7 separate regions of the Sus scrofa genome follow, and all the other regions are linked to region 1. A link is a contact called in public Hi-C, HiChIP or PLAC-seq and promoter capture Hi-C data. All regions are on one chromosome and are shown on one strand. Each heading gives the region's core, a stretch centred on a gene start, on an enhancer-like site or on the middle of the called end of the contact. The rest is flanking DNA. Distances are from core to core; before and after follow the strand shown.

Region 1 (2,714 bases), core at 138-2,637:
ATTTCTCAGTAATTGAATCACTAACTGAAAGTACAGAACCAAAGCATTCCATCCTGTAAAAAACCCTGAGCTCAGTAACAAACAGAGAGCACAAAACATTGGCTCACTAATAAAAGTATCAGTCTTTATTTATATAATCATTGGCTCAAAAATAAAACTATCAGTCTGGATTTATATAATCAGTCATTTGAACGCTTATTCTAAAAGGAAACAGATACTTGCAGAATCTTAAGAGAGTATACCGAAAAGAAAAACTAAACAGAAAGCAAAAAACTTGTTTAGGCTATCTAGTCTATCCCTAAAGACAAATTCTCTTTCATGTCATTTCTTCCACTTGGAATATAAACATAGCTCAGGCAAGAGATGATAGTGGCTTCCAATAGACTGGTAAATATGGAATGGAAAGTAGTGGATGAATTAAAGATATTTTTAATAGTACAGCCCAAAAGGCCTGCTGATATTTTGGATATGGATGTTTAATAAAGAGAGAAACCCGGATGATTTCAAGATTTTCAACCCGAAAGATTTTAGCATTTACGAAAACAGGGGAGGGCACAGGTTATTTAAAATAGTATTTTGGTCGTGTCAAGTTATCCACGTTAGGCATCTTGTAGAGCTGTCTTCTTGACCTTTGTGAGAGATCTAAACTGGATATATATTTTTAAATTTTATATTAATTTAGCGATTAGAGTGAACAATTGTTATTTTTATTTTTTTCCTTTTTTGGCCGCCCCGCGGCATATGGAGTTCTTGGGCCAGGGGTCAGATCCGATCTGCAGTTGTGACCTAAGCCGCAGCTGTGCCAACGCCAGCTCCCTAACACTGTGCCTGGCTGGCCGATCGAACCTGCATCCCAGCTCTCCTGAGACCCTGATCCTTTTGCGCCACAGCGGGAACTCCAACAACTGTTATTGCTATCACCACTGCCACATCAGGAAGTAAAAGCTCAGCAACCTAGGGCTTTCTCAAGCTCTTGAAAAACCCGCTAATAAGAAAAGCAGAGATTTCCCAACCTCTTCATTCATCCTCTGGCTCTGGGAAACTAGAGCGTCCCGCGTCCAATCAGCTTCCAAATCCCTAGCGTCAGCAAGTGGGCGGGGCTCAGGCGGATTCCGTTCCCTCTCCTCCTCTCGCTTGGCCACGTCTGAAGCCCTGCAGGTCCGTGAAGGTACATAAATCACCTGCTTATTAACTGGAAATAACCGAGCTTTTAATTTAAATTTTTGCTTCACGAAATTGTTTTGTTTCAAGACATTAAAAGATACATTGTTTTAAGTCATGACACTTATTTGTTTTTATGGTTTCTTCTTTTCTTCTATGAGTGTGTAAACTGCCACTGAGCTTTGCAGACCTGCCATTCCCTCCCCGCGCATGCGCCGGAGAAGGGGAGGGCGGGCCCATTTCCGGGTGGCGCGTGGGGCTTGAGGCCGAGAGCAGTCCCTGCCGCCACCAACATGGAGACTTTGTACCGAGTCCCGTTCTTAGTGCTCGAATGCCCCAACCTGAAGCTGAAGAAGCCGCCCTGGGTGCACATGCCGTCGGCTATGACTGTGTACGCTCTGGTGGTGGTGTCTTACTTCCTCATCACCGGAGGTAACTCGGCCTGGCTGGGGCTCCAGAGGCGCCGAGGCGCGGAGAGCCGGCGGGGGCGCGTCTGATCAGTCGCCTCTCAGCCTGGGAAAGCATCGCTCTGCTCTCGATCTTTTCGGAGGGTGGAGGGAAGTTCTGGGGTCCCAAGTGTTAACGGTCTGAAGGTTTATTTGCCCTCACGCCCTGTCCTATATTTTGAGAGAATTAATGTTCTCACTCCCGTTGCCATCCCTTTTCTGGTCTCTTAGCCAAGTCATCCGAGTCGAATAATGTATTTTTCAAGCCCAGATTGTTGTATTTTTTATTGCATGCCTTAAGTCGTTTGACAAAGACCCTGGGAAAATCTCTTCTGGCCCATTCTATCTCCTTGGTTGGCCAAAAGGTCTTGGCACTTTTACCTTCTCTTTGTCCACGGTCTCTGGAAACTTGGAAGAGACTGGACAGTCCTTAGGTTTGTGAGCTCAAAACTAAGAGTTTGGTCTTGTTTTTGGCCCGCTCAGCAATAAATATGAAAGGAGTTTTGATACATATTTGAGCTAAGAGATTTGCAGAAGGTAGCGTATCAGAGAGCGGAAGTTGAGAATTCAAAGAATAAGGAAAATAGCATTACTTTCGAACACTTCTGCATAATCATCTTATCCTGCCCTTTGCAAAGGGGGCGTCGCTTTGTATAGTGGTGAGTTGGCAATCCAGCTACGGTCTTTTCATAGCCACCACCCTTTCAAGCCGCAGTTTCATGATTTAGTCAACACTGCTACTGCACTTTCAGATTTGGGGAAGTGGGGTATTTAATTTGGAAATTATAAAATTAAAGCTCAACAGATGAGGGACAGCAAGAGCAGATAGTTCTACTTTTAAGGGATTGTTGTGGACCTCTTCATTTTTATACATATTTTTAAGAATAGTTGGCACTGAAGAAGGAAGTATCTGAAATCATGTGAGCTTAGTTCTAGGATGAACCTTTGGATTCAACCTCCTCTCAAATCTAGAATAGCTACAGTTACCTTATGTTCATTTAAATAAATTACATATCACATATTTTTTATGTTGATAAGATACTGTCCTAGCATTGCATTAGCATTAACATTTGCTTAGCACCTTAATAGGTGCTGCATCAAATAAAC
Region 2 (2,714 bases), core at 100-2,599, 960 kb after region 1:
CTATTATTTTGAGCTGCCACGCATTAAATCCACTAGGCCTAGACCTTGTCCACTCTTGTTGGAAACAATAAGTACTATTTTAGCATTGTGAAGTTCAAAAAAGAAGTACTTTATCTTAACTATTACAACATTTAAGCATTCCAAAAAGTCAGGCGCTTCGGAGGAAAGATCTCTGCCTGAAATGCTGACTTATTACTACCAACAATGCCACCAAACAGGTTCGCAGATGCAAACATAATTAAAGTTTAAAAATATGAAAAGGCAAATCAAAAGAATAACAATAGCAACCAACATTGACAAAGCAGAGTCACCAGTTTCCAAGGAAAGAAAATTCCTGTCAAGTATTGATGGACTCATTTTCTAGCAGAGTTATCAGCACTCTTTCTCAACAATAGAGTACACCAAAAGTCTGTACAAAGGTCGCGATTTATTTTCTGTAGCTCTGCAGGAAAAACATAACTTAAACCAATTCTTGAGAAAGTTAAAAGGCCATGACTTTAAAATTCTCGAAATGTTTTGCACGTTCAGCTGCTTAATTTAAAGGCGCTAAAATAGAGCTAAAATCAGTCTGTTTCTCTCCATCACCATGACGCATACGTCACTAAGTTCTTGGGCAACTTCCATGCAATTGGAAAAAAAAAAAAAAGAAGTAATTCAGAAGCAATGAAAACAGAACGGTGTGTACACACTCAGGTGCTCTCTCACATGCTAACAACAGTAGTGCGAACTTGTCAGCAGGTTGCTCAAACACAAGAACGGAAGGTCTAGCAATGGTTGTTTTTCCACGGCCAGAGGACACCGTCAAGGTCTGCCTGGCATCTCACACCTCCACGATCTCGGTCCCCCCAACAGCCCTGAAAGCACGGGCCTCGCAGGTCCTGGGGTCCCCCTCACCGTCATTGCACTTATACTGGCAGAGCCCATCCTCTCCTCCCAGAAGGTCCAAGGCGGCGTTGAGGTACGTGTCTATTTTGTGAACGCCGTTCCGGATGGTCTTCAGGGTGGCCCTCCAATCGGTGGGCTGGGCCTGCTCCTGGCATCTGAAAGCCGCGGTCAGTAGCAGGAGGAGGAGGGCGAGCGCGGGCCGCGGGAGCTGGGCCATCCGCGCAGCGCCGGGCCGCACGGGTCCCGGGAGCCGCGCGACCGGCGCACGCCCCACTGAGCCCCTTCAGCGAGCCCTAGCCTAGGCAGCTGCGCGGGGCCAGGGCTCAGCAGCAAGGTGGGGCCGGCCCCATGCCCCCGCCTCCCGCCTGGCTGGGAGGCGGGCCCTCTCCGCCGGCAATGAGACGCGGAGACGCTCGGCGCGGCGCACGCGCTGCGCTCACCTGGGCCTGCCGCTGTCCCTGTGCGCCTGCGCCGAGCGTGGTGCGTCAGAGGGGCGGGGAGGCGGGAGCGCTGAGAGGCGTCCTCCACGCTTACTTGGTGGCCGCGGCACGCCCCCGAGGCGGTTACCTGGTCCTCGTTAGCACTACCTGAGGGGAAGGTTGTGCTACTAAATAGCCATGCTGGGCCCCGTACCCCAGAGAGGCTGATTAGGTTCGTCCAGGTGTCAGTGAGCATCCGTGTTTTTTAAAAGCTCCCTGGATAGCTGTAAAGTGCAGCCAGGTGGCGAACCCCCGTGACCTCCTCCGACTTGTAGGGGCGCTGTTCAGCCACCCCAAGCGACAGGCTTTTCTGGATGTAGACAGTGTTGGAGAAGTGAGCTCCCGTAGCCACGTGCAAAGAGAGAGCCGAGGGGTCCAGCTGAATTTCGGGTTTGAAACTGATTCTGCCTGATAGGTGGGCAGAAGCCACGTCTCACCAACTTGGGTCCGGGATTCACGGCCCTGCTGTTGGGGGATGGGGACTGGAACATGTCAACCTAAGGCCATGTAGGTGCCTGGCTGAGAAGGATGAGCGAGATGCTGGTTTCAGAATTATGGAAGAAGAAAATGTTTTGACAATAAAAAACCATGAGCGGGAGTTCCCGTGGTGGCTCAGTGGTTAGAATCCGACTAGGAACCATGAGGTTGAGGGTTCGATCCCTGGCCTTGCTCAGTGGGTTAAGGATCTGGCGTTGCTGTGAGCTGTGGTGTAGGTCACAGACGCGGCTCGGATCCCGCGTTGCTGTGGCTGTGGCGTAGGCCAGTGGCTACAGCTCCAATTAGACCCCTAGCCTGGGAACCTCCATATGCCGCGGGAGCGGCCCAAGAAATGGCAAAAAGACGTAAAAAATAAAAAACCATGAGCTTTTTTCTCTGGTAAAGGAGAAGCAGTACTCTACAATTGATTGCAGTTTAAAAAAAAAAGAAAAAAGTGGAAATCACAGATTTCCTACTGAAGATACTTTATAACTTGATAGCTCCAGTAACTTTTCTCTATCTTTTCCCAACCCTGTGCAGAAGCCTTAAATAACAATTGCAGTAATTTTTACCAGAGCTATAAATATCTGGTTATCTTCCTCTGCCTGGCAGTTTCCAAGAAGATCCAGGGCAAGATTTCAAGAGATGTGTCCTTTCTAATAAGAGTTACCAATAAGTTCTAGTTTGGCTTTTGTGTTTGTTACAGGCTCCATACATTTATAATAAATGTGCAGTGCAGAGCTCATAAGAGTTATATCTCTCCGTATTAAAAGCTTACTTTATGTCAGGCACTTCACTGAGCCCAACCCCAGGCTGGGTTAGTAGAAAGCCACCTGGCTTTAGTCTGCCCTACTGCAGTGCTCAGCCAGGCAT
Region 3 (2,714 bases), core at 112-2,611, 930 kb after region 1:
GCCGGAGCCGCAGCCCCCGCCTCTTCCTCCTCGGCCCCCTCCGCCGCCCGCTCCGAGCGTGGGGGTGGGAGTTGGTGGTGGCCGTGCCCCCTGCTGAGTTAAGGTCCGTTTCGTTCACCTGGAGTTCGCGGGGGCCAGAGCGTCCAAGCAGGGCAGGGGACGCGGTCTTCTTAGCCTGGCGCCTGGAGAGCAGAACCCAGCCTAAGGGACGCCGCAATTCTTATCCCGAGGCCAAGGGGCGGTCCCGGGGTGGGAGGACCCCGGGTGGGAGGCCCCAGGCAGTTTCAGAGCACCTGCAGGCAGCAAGGCTCGCTCAAGCTCCGCCCCAAGTGTTAGCTCTTCTCCACGCCCTCAGGTACAGGGTGTTGTGTTTTCCTGTTTCCCGTGGAATCTTTTCCCCAGTGCGAGTTACGTTATAGGACTTGCAAGGATTTACAGTACTTTAAAATGCTCTTTGTTTGTAGAGCGGATTGGGAGAGAAAAATAAAAATCTAACTGGATAGCTTCCTGCATATACTTGTGGCTGAAAAGTCTTGCTTAAGGGAGTTCCCGCTGTTAAGAATCCCAAGTTGTCTCTGAAAGGGCTGGGCCTGCAGCTGCAGCTCGGATTGGATCCCTGGCAAGGGAACTTCCATTTGCCCTGGGTGCGCAAAAAAAAAAAAAAAAGTCTTACTTGGTCATTGAATAGAGTATGAAATCAAAGGATTTTACTCACCCTTTGCCATTTGCTGTTCATTTCATTATATGCATAAAATATTTCAGAAATCACTATCTTAGTAACATGCTGCAGTGAAGACATGGAATATCAATTATCTCCCTCATACGGTTTTGACAATTGAGTTAAACTACTGTAGTCAGAACAATGCCTGGCTTGTGAAGAGCTCAACGAATTTCTATTGCCACCATCTTAAGCTTATTGAAAACAGAATTGACTTCTTTCGGTTTCCCCATTACCCAGCAGTTGCTTAGAAGGTAGGAGGAGCTCAACAAATATTTAACCTGAATAAGATTCAGGTTTCTGCAACTGCACTCTGGACTCTATCCAGTTTGAATGACTTCTCTGACCACCAGAGCTTCCTGTCCTTCTGCCTAGTTTTCAGGGTATCTCCTCTATACAGAAATAGTCCTTATATAGAAGTGGAATTTCAATTGGCTGACCCTCCATTTATCTGAAAGGAGACGAAAGAAATTTATTTTTTCTCAAGTATCTCACAATACTGTATTGCTTTTATACATATACGGTTATGTATTTTAAAGTAAGATACTGTCTACCTTAAGACGTACAAATACAAAGCATTAGGATACTTATTTCACAATTATAAATGTTTAATTTTAGCCTTTTAAAGCAATAGCTAAGGAATTCCTGGTGGTGCAGTGGAAACGAATCCAACTAGTAACCATGAGGTTGCGGGTTTGATTCCTGGCCTAGCTCAGTGGGTTAAGGATCTGGCGTTGCCCTGAGCTGTGGTGCAGGTCAGCGGCTGTAGCTCCAATTCAACCTCTAGCCATATAACCTCCATATGCCACTAGTTCGGCCCTAAAAAGCAAAAAAAGTAAAAATAAAGCAATAGCTAATAGTCCCCAGGTAAAAAGGGTAAGTGACTGAGATTGGGAAACAGGCTGCCTAGATTCTAATTTTGGCTCCACCATTTTATTCCCTTTGAGACATAACACAAGTAAAACAATGTAACCTCTCCCAGCTTCAAATTCTCTGTAAAGGGGGGACAAAATTCATTCAGTATTTTTTGAGACAGTAACTGGCAAACTCCTAGGATTATACCCAGCCCTCAGTAAATTTTCAGTTCATTTATTTTTAGTCACTAAAGATTACCTAGAAACATTCTCAAACTGTGGTCTCTGAACCAGCAGTATCAATGTCATCTGGGGACATACTAGAGATGCAAACTCTTGAGACCTACAGAATCAGACCTACTGAATTAGAAGCCGGGGGTAGGGTCCACCATCGCATTTTAACAAGCCCTCCAGTGGTTCTGCTGCATGCTCACGTGTGGGACATAGACGAAATAGGCACAACATTGTAAGTCAACTGGACTCCAATAAAATTAAAAACAAAAAAAAAGAATGCTACCAATCTCTTCCTTCTCAAAGTGGAAAAAAAGAATCCAAAGCAAATCCATATTAAAATAATCCATATTGAAATAATAATCCATATTGAATAATCTTAATTATTTTAATACTTTAACACCAAACTTAACTGACTGGATAGCTTGATTCTTACCATTATGAATAGTCACTTTTATGGAATTTACTGAATCTGAAGGTCTTAGCCAACTATTACCTATCCAAGGAATGAAATATATGGAATAAAGATAAATTCAGCGATAATTCTAAAGCTTAAATTTTGAAAAAAAATTTTTGACTTTTTTTTTCAGTGCTTACCCCCACTAAGCCTTGTTTTTTTTCCTATATAAATCATAGAAATACCAAATTTTTATAATTCTGATTCCTCCACTTAAGAAAACTTGAGAGCCAACAAGGAAATATTTATAAAGTTGTCAGCAAGGAGACTTCGAAGGCTGTTACGGAAACCTAATAAGACCAGGACAAAAAAGGATAACTTCACTGTGGCCTGTATGCAAAGATGACACTGCTGATTCAGTTTTACATTTTTTTTTAATTTTTAATTTTTTGCTTTTTAGGGCTGAACCCACAGCAGATGGAAGCTCCCAGGCTAGGGGTAAATGGAGAGCTGC
Region 4 (2,714 bases), core at 116-2,615, 800 kb after region 1:
TCGGTTCAGATCCCGCGTTGCTGTGGCTCTGGCGTAGGACAGTGGCTACAGCTCCCTAGCCTGGGAACCTCCATATGCTGAGGCAGCAGCCCTAGAAAAGGCAAAAAAAAAAAAAAAAAAAAAAAAAAATTACTTCCATGTGGACCTCATATTTAATGTGTCACTATCTGTGGAGGTCAATGGTATGTTGAAACACAGATGCTCATTAACAGGTATGAACCAACTAAGAATGGTGACAGTTTTTGCTATGGTAGATACCTGCATCTTTCTTTTTTTTTTTTTTTTAACCATAGGCGGGGGTCTAATCCGAGCTGCAGCTGCTGGCTAGTTGCAGCCGGTGGCAAAACGGGATCCTTAACCCACTGAGCGAGGTCAGCGATCTAATGCATCCTCATAGAGACCACGTGGGGTCCTTAACCCACTAAATCACAATGGGAATTTCCTGCATCTTTTTTCAATAAGGAAAGATTATCATGAGGTGAGATTTACCACTTGTTGCATTGTTTGCCAGTTTTGATTCATTAACTCAAGCCTCTTGCAGATTTAGTAAATAAAAACAGTATGCCTGGTTAAATTTGAATTACAGATAAACAATACATAATTTAGCATAAGTATACCCCAAATGTTTCATTTAAGAAAAGTGTGACCCATGCAGTATTTTGGACATACTTAACATTAAAAAATTATGTTGTTTATCTAAAAATCAAACTTAACTGAACATCCTGTGTTTTATCTACCAACTCTGTTGTAAATAAAGCTATGTGAAAGCTTGGATTAGGCTGCTCTTAAGTGGTTTGTGTTTGTTTCTACAAACACAGTCCAAGACAAAACATTAGGGTTCCCAATTGTTGTGAAAACTTTTCAATTTCTTAGCTGCTTCAATTAATAACGTGCTTCAAAGGAGAAGCCAATTCAGCTGTGAGAGAGACTGTCCCAAAGGGTTCTGTGTGGGTCACCATCAATCGGACAGCAAACCTCTGGCAGAGGTAGGCCCTGGGAAACATTCGCTGCTCATCGGGGAGCAGAGAGCACCGGCCACCGCCGCCCGCAGCCCACGCCTCGAGCTGAAAGGTGGAGCCTCCGTGGACTTGCTCCTCTAGGGCAGGAGGGAAACTTCCAGAGAGACCCTGCCCCTCTTCAGATCCCTGACGCTCTTTTCCGCTCACCCCATGCCTCCCTGCCTCGTGGGGGTGGAACGGAGAAGACTGCCCGCCGGGCACTAAGTACCCAGAATCACCAGCGAGTTTTGAAATCAACAGCTCCCCAGGAGTGAGCGGCCGGCGCCCGGGCTCTCGTTCATTTCAGAAGGGGCTTTAAGGGAAGCAGGGAGGCCGGCCAAACATCCGGGCTGACCCGCAACACCTGAGATGCGGAGGGCGGTTCCCTCGCGCTCTCATTCTCTCCTCCCGCCCCTCCAAATTTTGGTCGGAGGAAAGAAAACAGGCTCGCGCCGGGGCGTGTGCGAAGACCAGACGAGGGGAGAGGGACACACCCTCCCTTTAGCCCGCCCCGCGCTGCGCGGCGCGGGGAGGCGGGGGCCCGGCGAGGCTGCGCCCACGGAGAACGCCGGCGCCCAGCCACCAGCGCAGACCATGGCCCGCTGACTCCAGCGGGAGCGCCGCGCCCGACGGGATGATGCGCTGGAGGGGCCCCTGGCCGTGGCGCGCGCGGCTGCTGACGACCCCCGGAACCCAAGGCCAAGCGCATTCGCGGCCGCCGATGCCCCAGGTGAGCCCAAACCTGGTGCCGGGGGAGGCGGCTGGGAAAGTTTGCGTGGGGCAACTTAGGCGGGAGCGAAAGCCGAGCGGCCGGGACTTTCACTGCGTTTTGATGACACCCTCGCCCCCTCTCCCCCGGCTCTGCGGACGGGAGGATAGGTCATCCCTCGGGCCATGGACCTGGGCCCGGCGGTCCAGAGTCGGGGTCACCCCCAGGAGCCGAGGGAAGGAAAGGCCAAGGGCTACGGGGAAGTGAGCTGGCTCATCACCTCGGTTAAGTTGGAGTGCGGGGACCACCCGGCGGCGGCCGCGGGAGCAGCACAGTTGCCCCGGGAGACAGTTTTTCCGCGTCCAAACCGCAATCTGGAATAAGTTTTCAGAGCCGCTTTGCTGTCTGCTCGATTGTCGGTGCCGATGTGGCCTAAGGGGGCTAAGAAAACGGTAAAGCGAGCCAGCGCGACAGCCCTGAGTACGTACTGTGGTAGGAGAGTGAAATTTCCAACCTAAAAACTACGAGCACCTCCCTTTCAAAGAGGGAAGGAAAACTCGCGTTTTGTTCCGAGAGCCGAGAGACGGGTGAATCATGTGTGTGCTGATGAGTAACAGTTGGCCTGACACAGTTGTATTGTGGAAATCTTTGTAGAACCGTTGCTTGGAAGAGGAGGTAGAGCGTCGGTCGATGTGCGCTAAAAAATACACGGGAAGACAGGGTTGGGGGATGGGGTGAAGTACTGGGTGTAACTGGGATTGTGATGGGGGCTGACAGGAGCCTGGGAGCCCTAACTCTGAGCCTAATGAGGAAAGACAGCCTTGGAAGTAAGAGCCTTCCAGGTGCGCGCGGTTGGGGAGGGCGTTGTTTCTTAGTTTTCAGCGCCGCCTACCCACCCTTAGAAATCAGTTTGATTGTTAACGAGAAAAAAAGATGTATTTTTTTCTTTCCGCAGTTAGAAAGAAAAGCAGAAAGTAAGCGATGCCGTTCCTGTTATCTTGTCACTT
Region 5 (2,714 bases), core at 138-2,637, 680 kb after region 1:
AATTCAAGCAGTTTTTATTAATGGGATATTGCTTTCCAGGACAGGACTGTCTTCTGTGCACAATATAATTTTCTCTAAAGATTCTAAAAATTTACATTTAAAAACATCATTGGTTTTTAAAACCTACGAATTTAGCTTAAGGTATTTTTCACATGCAGGAACTAGTATATTTTAGCTTCTGGTTATGATAATGTAAACTATTGTTTAAGTTGCTTATCCGTGTATAAAATGAAAAGGAAAAATTAACCAGAATTATGGAAATAAGAGTAAAGACAAATTTTAAAAAGTCCAAATCCAGCTACTGAAATCCTGTTTGTAATTCATTTGGTGTATCGAACACAAAGTATCATTAATTCATGGCCACAACTAAAGTGAAGCTTTGCATTTTTCTCGGGCTATAGGGCATTTTATGCTTGGCATAATCATTCAGTAATTAGCCTTGTCACTCCAGAAATATCTTGCTGGAACCCATTCGGAATTTGCTGTTTTTGAACAATTTCATTTCTAATACAGAATGATTGTGGCACACTCGGGATTCCGAACGATGGCAAAATGACTTGAGTGATGAACTCCAGGGCTTGCTTGCCACTTAGCATGCTGGGACAGACCGGAGATTCAAAGATTTCATCAAGGTAGACAAAGCAAGCTGAATTCCTGCTTCGGATGCTACAGCTCCTCTTTTCAATCCTAACAGGATGAGCCAACCCCTTGCAAAAAATCATGAGGCAGATAAAGTTTGCCCTTCAGTTTCTCTTACTCTAGTACCCCCTTTCCCGGTTTAAGTCAGTGATTTTAAGTAAATTCCTCTTCCTTTGCCCGGGATTGTAATTCCCCACGGACGAGAAGCTGGAATGCCTATTTCCTTTGGAATTTAACCTTAAGGGAGAAAAAGGAAATTAAAAAAAAAAAAAAAGAAAAACCCTCAGGATTAAAATAAGTACAAAGCCAAACCCAGGGTTCCTCTTCCGAGGAATGGTGAGTGGGGTCAGTCCAGCCCGGCGTTGCCCGGGGCTCCGGATGTCACCCCGCAGCTCCCAAACCCCTCTCCCGGCACTGCCCCATCCCGGCCCGCAGCGCTCCAGCCTCCACCCCACGTGAAAGTGGGCCCAGAGCCCCTACTATCCGGATCCATCCCTCTCGCCGGGAGGCCTCAGCAGCTCCGCCGGGCCCGGAGGTTGTAGGGCTGGCCGGCAGGCCGCCGCCCCGGGCCCTGCCTCCGGCCTGGGCGCGCCGGGCTCCGCCTGCAGGGGGCGCTGCGGCGCTCGCCGCCCGCGCTTGCGGTGAGCGACCCGGGGTGGGAGTCCCGCGGTTCCCGGCTCGGGGCGGCGGCAGGGCAGGGCAGGGCAGAGCAGGGCAGGACAGGGCAGGGCCGGGCGGAGCGGACCGGGGTCCCGGCACCCGCGGCGGCGAGCTGAGCTCCGGGGTGGAGCGCGGCACTCCCGCCGCGGTCCCGGGTGACTCCCTCGGTGACGCCGCGCGCGTTCCTTCCTCTTCCTCTCCGGCCCCGCCTTCCTTTCCCTCCGCCCACCTCCCCGAAGCAGAGCCGCGGCCGCCGCCAGTAGCGCCGTCATGTCGGCTCCTGCCGGGTCTCCTCATCCGGCCGCCAGCGCCCGGATCCCTCCCAAGCTTGGCGGAGCCGCCGCCCCAGGAGCCGCCGCGCCCGCGGTCCCGGGCTTGGGGCCGCACCAGCAGAACGGTGAGGCGGGCAGCCGGGGCGGAGCGCGGGGCCTAGTGCCGGCCCGGCAGCCTGCGCGGCCCGACCGGGCGGGGCGGTGGCGGGGCTGGTGGGAAGGGGGGCTGTAAGGGTCGGGGGAGGGGGGCTGCAGGGTTCGGGCGTGGGGGGAGGGGCGCCCCGGCGGGGGTTCAGACCTGGGGAATCGGGGCCCTGGGCTGTTACGGTAGTGTGACCCCAGGCACGAAACCGCCCGGATAAGTAGGGGCCCTAGAAAAGGGGGAGCCCAGATACCCTGTGAAATCCGTGTTATGCAGCTTGGGCGCAGGAGAGTTACCCCCAAGCGACCCCTTCTCCGAGAGACCCGGCCTTGCCGAGGCCGCAGAGTGCGTGGTCCGGAGAAGGCTGGTGTAGCCATGGAGCAGGGTGGTTGGTGCCCTTCTTGTCTCGGGAAGACTGCACCGATTCTGAGGCCCAGCGAGCACGCTGCCTGGAAGGGAACTTAACTTAGTGTTCAAGTTTGTAGACAAAGGGTGTTAATGTGCAACGTAAGTGTAACCGTAACCCTGACCTAGTTTGGCCTCAAGATCTGTCCAATGCTGCTGCGGCGGCTGCTCAAATGTTTGGAGTTTGTCGTGTTTGAAGGAGGCAGGTGTCAAACGGATTTAAACGAATACTTTTAGATCTGGCAGGTTCCCCACTCCACCCCACCCCCAGCTGCACTTTCATAAATCCAAAAAACGTGACAGAGTTGGTCCTGTTTGAGGCAGGGCCTTCCCAACGGCAGCAGCCAGTGCAACGGGAAAGCTGCTTTGGTGCTAAGGTCATGGGCTTTTGGTATGCAGGAGTTTCAGCTGAAAAATGATCAGCTCTAGGATATCCATTCCCTAATCTTGAGATTTGGAATGTTCCTGGATGCGGCCGGGGAGGTGGGGAGGGCTCTCTTTATAGACGATAGTGTTTCAGAGGAGAACTGTGGAAAGTAATTGAATAATGACTGCGTTTGTAAGAGAACAGTCTGCAGATACTCTTCAAATGATGG
Region 6 (2,714 bases), core at 105-2,604, 580 kb after region 1:
CCCGGACACAACGCTGCCGGGCTGGGCTCGGGTCCTCAGAGCCCGGTTCCCGCCCCCCTCCTTTCCCTGCTTGCTTCTTCATCAGCATCGTGGCGGGGTCGGCTGTCTCGGCTTCGCCTCCCACCCTCTACCACTTCCAACAATCTTAAAAGAAAGCAAAAGGACGATTCCTCCAAAGTTCAGTCCTGGTGGCTGCACAACTAGTTGGCGGAGTCTGAGCCGGGGAGTGGAGGTGGACCGCTGCTTTCCTCAGCGTCGAGACCAGCAGACGTGGACCATCCCCCGCTCTCTTCTCCCCTCCCAGCTGCGAGTGAAACGCACCCTCCGACTGGGGACTGGTGGCAGTGAGGTAAAAACCGGGATGAAATCCACCCGGGTGCCCTCCTTGGCCCCTCAGAGGACCGGGACCTCCCTAAGAAGAGCGGCCGCGCGAGGTCCGAGGGACAGCGGCCCGAGGCGCTGAGAGGGGCCGCCGCTCGCCCTCGCCTCACAGCGCCGGACCTGTTGCGCCTCTGTTAGTTTGCCTTCTACCTATTCGGTGTTTTTCCTCACGCCGACCTGTTTCCCACCTGGATTCAGTTCCAGGCAAAACGGCTGCGAGAGGCTGCGAGAGCGTAATGCAAAGGGGGTGGCCACGGGGGAGAGAAGCGAGGAACACCAAACACCCAAGGAGAACAGGCGAGTCGCGAGGGCGAAGTCGCGGCCGCCCGAAGTATCTCCGCAGCCTCGCGTCTGCGAGCCTTAAATACCCTTCGGGATGCTCGTGTGTGAGTGTGTGTGTGTGTGTGTGTGTGTGAGTGTGTGAGTGCGCGCGCGCTCCGAAAGCGCCGTCCCTCCTCCGACCCCCTCCAGGCGCGCGGCCTCCCGCCCGCGGCTCCGGCTGCAGTGCGCCCCCACTTCCAAGCCTAGGCTGGAGCCCGCCTCATTAGCATAATATATTCACCTTCGCCCAGCCCGCGGGCGGTCCGAGGAGAAACTCCTGAGGGGCGGGGAGCTCGGGCGCGGGGTGGGGGGGGGAAGCTGAGCCGGAGGTCTTTCATTAGCATAATTTATGCAAAGAGCTGGAGCGGCCCCCGCGATGCGACCCCTCCCCCCTCCATGGAGTAACTTCGGCGGCGCCGAACGCCCCTTCTCCCGCCTGGGCCGGGGGCCGAAGCGGGGTCCGTTGAGGGGAGCGGCAGCTCTGGCTCATTCGGGCTCGGCCCTGCGCCCCCTCTTTATCCTGGTTAAATATGGAGGAATGGCCTCCAGGAGGGAAGAAGGGAAGCAGAACGCTCTCGCGCTCTCGGTCTTCACTAAAAGCAGCGGCGGGAGCTGTGGTGCAGGCTTTTCCCTCCTCCCTCACCTTCCCACACGCCGAGAGGCCAAGTGTCTGGCTGACGCCTGTAGTACATTTCCCCACTTCCCCTCGCTTCCCACGGCCACGCTGCAGCCTCTGACTGGGGGAAGTTTTCTCTCCCCTCCCCCAGTCTCCTTCTGTCCTGACGAGGCTGACGCTCTTCCCCGCCCCGTGTTCCTAGTCTGTACTAGGGTGCTAATGCATTTTCCTGATTCCCTGTTTTGTGGGATTGAAGAAGCGAGTGTTGAGGTATACACACATTTCTCAGGCTTTCGGAAAAGACTGAAGAATGAGGTCAGTTTTTCCTCTTACCTGACTCTCCTCAGGCTGCTCCCTCTGGATCAAATTACACGTTCTCTAATGGGATTTTTTGAAAATAGGGTACAAGTAGCATTCTCCATCTAAGGGACTTTGAAGGAAAAAAAAAAAAAATCCCACCTCTTACTCGAAAGAGTTCCCCCTTATCTCCTTCTCCTCCTAAGAAATATATGTTTCTACCCTTATTAATCAAGCTAACTTCAAGTGGTTGCTCATTAATGTAAACAATCAACAAAATACTTTATCTTTCATAAACGCGTAATGCTAGGTATGAAGCAAGATAAAGATGTTTCAACAACATTGTTGATGGAGGATACACATTGGGAAAAAATAGGGGATGAAACAGACACAAATTGCAGGAAGACAGTGCATTTTGCTATAAAACCAAAAGCCGAATTCCTTGTGTTTGTATTAGACAGCAGTTCTCAAAGGGGGGTCCCAAAAGAGCAACATCAGCATCATCTGAGAATTTAGGCAAAATTCAAATTCTAGGCCCCCACCTGACATCTGCTGACTCAGAAACTACTACTATTACTGAATCAGAAACACTGTAATCCGTGTTTTAACACATCCTCCTAATGATTTTGAGACCACTGGAGCAACAGTTCACAAAATATTTTCAAGTACATGTTTTCATTTGTACCTCCTAACCACATGAGGCCAGTAAGGGATCAGTGGCCACATTTTATATACAAGGAAACAATTTTTAAGTCACATTTAATTGTGATTAAATGTGTTTCCAATAATAGCACCCAAGACATGAGTACAAAGTTTTAAAATGTCAACCTTTTCTGATATTCCAGTTACCTCTCCAACCATTCCTTAGTCTTCTTTGCCAGCTCTTCCTCTGCCTGGATATCTAAATGTTGATGGCCCTCAGGACTCTGTCTTATGCCATCTTCTCTTCTCTGTACTCTACCTCCAGTAGTTTGTCAATTACGGCCCTCACACTGATGAGTCCTAAACCCATGTTTCAAGCCTAAACCTCTCTTCTGAGCCTTAAAGCCATTTCTACTTAGATGTCCTATAAGCAAGTCCGACTTGATCGTCGTCTTAG
Region 7 (2,714 bases), core at 81-2,580, 560 kb before region 1:
TGAAGGAGTTCCTGCTGTGGCACAGTGGGTTAATAATCTGATTGCAGTGGCTTGGGTTGCTGCAGAGGTGCACCTCTGATCCTCTCTGTGTACTGGGTTAAAGGATCCGGCTTCACCACAGCTGGAGCTGCAGCAGGGATTCCATCACTAGCCAGGGAACTTCCATATGCCCCAGGTACCACCATAAAAGAAAGAAAGGGAAAAAAAAGAGATCAAAGCAAAGGAATGGTGAACATAGTATTTACTATGAAAGTTACTTCCAACAGGAGGATGCTGACTTTGGATGGTGAGTCTGTGGGTCCTTATTACATATTCAAAAATAATATAAAAATAATACAAATTCTGTGTTACTAGGTGTTCCCACTGTGGCTCAGCAGGTTAAGAATCTGAATAGTATCCACAAGGATGTGGTTTGATCCCTGGCCTCCCTCAGTGAATTAGGGATCTGGCATTGCACAAGCTGCGAAGTAGGTCGCAGATGCAGCTCAGATCCTCTTGCTGTGCCTGAGGTGCAGGCCAGGACCTGCAGCTCTGATTTGACCGGCAGCCCAAGAACTTCCATATTCCGCAGGTGCGGCCCTAAAACAATAAATAAATTAATTAAAAAATTCTTCATTATTAAAGTACAGTAACTAGGAATTATTCACAGGAGGGGGACTACTGGCCTAATTACTATCAAGTCTTCCAGTACTTTGAAAGACTTTCCTTTCCATTTTTATCTCCACAGAGGTTTCTCTTTGATCTTACCATTCACACATTCAGGACTTGTAAAGTGGAAATGGGCAATATCAACTCTCTTTCTCTGACCCCGATCTCTGCATTGGAATTCATGGGTTACTAGACATTTGCTTTGCGTCCGAGCAGTTCGTTTCCTTCCGTTTTATCAGGAACAATGTACACAAGGCCGAAATAATTCCTAGATTTGGTTATTTGATGACGTGAACTGAAGGTGCTCATTTGGGAGTCTCTTATCATCAAAACCGAAATAACACGTATTTATTCAGGGTCGAGTTATGCACTAGCATCCTAAGCGAGGATTTAACAAAACAACACCGCATCCTCCCCCTTATAAGGCCGCCCTCCGCTTTGGGCCTGCGCGGGGATGGGCGCGCTAACTGCCCCTCCTCTTCCCTCTGACTGCGGAGGGACAGCCCGGCCAGCGAGCTCAGCAGCGCAACGCTGTGGCCGTGCCCGCCCACTTGGGCGGAGACGCCGCGCTCCGACGTTCGAACGCGGCCCCTGGGGTCTCCACCAATGAGAAAAGCGAATCGCGAGGCTCCGCCCTGTCGTCGGAGACGCACAGCCACGCCCAGGGCGCGCGGACCTTGGGTTTCCTGGGTGTCCAAGCCCAGGGGTCGTCTTGCTACTCTTGCCTCAGCCGCCTGCGGTTACCTTCTCCGCCCGGTCTTGTTGCTGTCGCCGCCTTCGTCTGCACCATGGCTTTCGCAACCAGGCAGCTCGTGCGCTCCTTGTCCTCCTCGTCCACCGCCGCGGCCTCGGCGAAGAAAATCCTCGTCAAGCACGTGACGGTCATCGGCGGCGGGCTGATGGGCGCAGGCATTGCCCAGGTGGGCCGCCCGGCGGGCAGCGCTCTCCGCTCGCCTTGCTGCCTACGCTAACCTGAGAGCTCTGGCGGGCCGCGACCCGGCGGGGTGTAGCTCCGAGAGACCTGGAGAATTTCCCCTCCTCCCCTGTCCCCCTGCCCGTGTAGTTGAAATGCCTAGACCCGTGAGTCTGCACTCCCTCAAAGATCTGGTGTCTTTTGGCCGAGCCTCCGTTTCCGAGGGTGTGCGTCCCGAGACCTGGACTGCGATCGGGTTTAATTTTTATCGGTGGTTTTTTTTTTTTTTTTTAAATAATTCTGCAGTTATTGTCAGAGTAGTTTTCTGCTCTTCGAAATGGTCTTCTTCCGAGTGTTTCCTATGCTTGCTGGATTACAAAGGTTAATAGTAGTCAGCACTTTTGTAGCATTTTGTAAAAGTTATCTTATCGGAGCTTGTGAGGCCCTGGGACGCCACCAGCTGCTGCTGCGCGGGGCCTCTTTGACCTAATGCCCTCTGGTGCTGGGGAGAGTGGGAGCGGGAGGTAGAGGGGCCAAGGGCTCTGAAGGGGTAGCTCATTAATCTCGCTGTGGATCTTCAGGACTCTGCCCTGTTCCACCTGAGCTGTGATTCAGGGACAGTTGTGCAGTTATTATCTAGATACTGTGGTACTTGTACTTTATTGATTTTTAGCGGTTACATTCCAGGTTGTATTGGGGAACCGTGATTTTCATAGCCTAGCTGATTATCTTCTTAGCATTTCAGCCCTTGCTACTAGTATTGTTGGACAGGGGAGGCATTGATCTAGTTTTTTTGGGGGGGAAGTACCTTCAGTGGCTTCAATTTTGAAAAAGATTAATTTTTCTTAGTTCTATTTCCAACCAAGTCCTTGCTTCTGTGCTTGCTTTTTAGAAAAATCTTTTATTGTCATTATGTATCTTAATTTTTCCCACCCTGCAGGTTGTTATTTTTTTTTAAACAACTATTAATTTGGTTGCTTTTTCTCCTAAAATCTGTTTTTCATTAATGTTTTATCCTTCTGACAGGCTCCCATTTCTTTTCAGATCATGTTTTGGGACTCTTTTTATTGTGTACATGTTCTGAATGCTGGGTTATGGTGTCCTCATAATCTTTATTATTTGTGAAAGGGAGGAGTAAGTCTCTTTAACTGAA

The links. Promoter capture Hi-C pulls out the DNA fragments that hold promoters and counts their contacts. A called contact is a pair of places that touch in the nucleus more often than the background predicts. HiChIP or PLAC-seq counts read pairs in DNA pulled down with a chosen protein or histone mark.
Region 2: a promoter capture Hi-C map of liver shows a contact between it and region 1, with 6 times the contacts expected there. The contact joins the promoter of PLA2G12A here to the promoter of OSTC in region 1. A contact is called at or near these places in 1 of 5 promoter capture datasets (liver) and 2 of 2 datasets of contacts at active chromatin or transcription factors (alveolar macrophages and skeletal muscle).
Region 3: a contact with region 1 is called in an H3K27ac HiChIP or PLAC-seq map of alveolar macrophages, with 14 times the contacts expected there. The contact joins the promoter of CASP6 here to the promoter of OSTC in region 1. A contact is called at or near these places in 2 of 5 promoter capture datasets (fetal skeletal muscle and liver), 3 of 47 Hi-C or Micro-C datasets (alveolar macrophages and embryonic fibroblasts) and 1 of 2 datasets of contacts at active chromatin or transcription factors (alveolar macrophages).
Region 4: a Hi-C map of embryonic fibroblasts shows a contact between it and region 1, with 1.7 times the contacts expected there. The contact joins the promoter of MCUB here to the promoter of OSTC in region 1. A contact is called at or near these places in 1 of 5 promoter capture datasets (liver), 2 of 47 Hi-C or Micro-C datasets (embryonic fibroblasts and fibroblasts) and 2 of 2 datasets of contacts at active chromatin or transcription factors (alveolar macrophages and skeletal muscle).
Region 5: an H3K27ac HiChIP or PLAC-seq map of alveolar macrophages shows a contact between it and region 1. The contact joins the promoter of SEC24B here to the promoter of OSTC in region 1. A contact is called at or near these places in 3 of 5 promoter capture datasets (fetal liver, fetal skeletal muscle and liver), 2 of 47 Hi-C or Micro-C datasets (alveolar macrophages and liver) and 2 of 2 datasets of contacts at active chromatin or transcription factors (alveolar macrophages and skeletal muscle).
Region 6: a contact with region 1 is called in a promoter capture Hi-C map of fetal skeletal muscle, with 8 times the contacts expected there. The contact joins the promoter of COL25A1 here to the promoter of OSTC in region 1. A contact is called at or near these places in 2 of 5 promoter capture datasets (fetal skeletal muscle and liver), 3 of 47 Hi-C or Micro-C datasets (embryonic fibroblasts, epiblast stem cells and heart right ventricle) and 1 of 2 datasets of contacts at active chromatin or transcription factors (skeletal muscle).
Region 7: a contact with region 1 is called in an H3K27ac HiChIP or PLAC-seq map of alveolar macrophages. The contact joins the promoter of HADH here to the promoter of OSTC in region 1. A contact is called at or near these places in 1 of 5 promoter capture datasets (liver), 1 of 47 Hi-C or Micro-C datasets (heart right ventricle) and 2 of 2 datasets of contacts at active chromatin or transcription factors (alveolar macrophages and skeletal muscle).

What each region holds. Positions count from the first base shown.
Region 1 is chr8:113,445,869-113,448,582 of Sscrofa11.1, reverse strand. OSTC (oligosaccharyltransferase complex subunit OSTC) reads left to right here and starts at 1,387. Exons shown (of 4, transcript XM_003129258.4): 1 at 1,387-1,593. The coding sequence starts at 1,455.
Region 2 is chr8:112,481,957-112,484,670 of Sscrofa11.1, reverse strand. PLA2G12A (group XIIA secretory phospholipase A2) reads right to left here and starts at 1,349. Exons shown (of 4, transcript XM_003129255.6): 1 at 895-1,349. The coding sequence starts at 1,102.
Region 3 is chr8:112,518,097-112,520,810 of Sscrofa11.1, reverse strand. CASP6 (caspase-6) reads right to left here and starts at 1,361. Exons shown (of 6, transcript XM_013989349.2): 1 at 1-1,361.
Region 4 is chr8:112,650,054-112,652,767 of Sscrofa11.1, reverse strand. MCUB (calcium uniporter regulatory subunit MCUb, mitochondrial) reads left to right here and starts at 1,365. Exons shown (of 8, transcript XM_021101676.1): 1 at 1,365-1,728. The coding sequence starts at 1,633.
Region 5 is chr8:112,761,543-112,764,256 of Sscrofa11.1, reverse strand. SEC24B (protein transport protein Sec24B) reads left to right here and starts at 1,387. Exons shown (of 23, transcript XM_021101681.1): 1 at 1,387-1,696. The coding sequence starts at 1,570.
Region 6 is chr8:112,865,237-112,867,950 of Sscrofa11.1, reverse strand. COL25A1 (collagen alpha-1(XXV) chain) reads right to left here and starts at 1,354. Exons shown (of 38, transcript XM_021101684.1): 1 at 1-1,354. The coding sequence starts at 88.
Region 7 is chr8:114,004,126-114,006,839 of Sscrofa11.1, reverse strand. HADH (hydroxyacyl-CoA dehydrogenase) reads left to right here and starts at 1,330. Exons shown (of 8, transcript NM_214331.1): 1 at 1,330-1,568. The coding sequence starts at 1,437.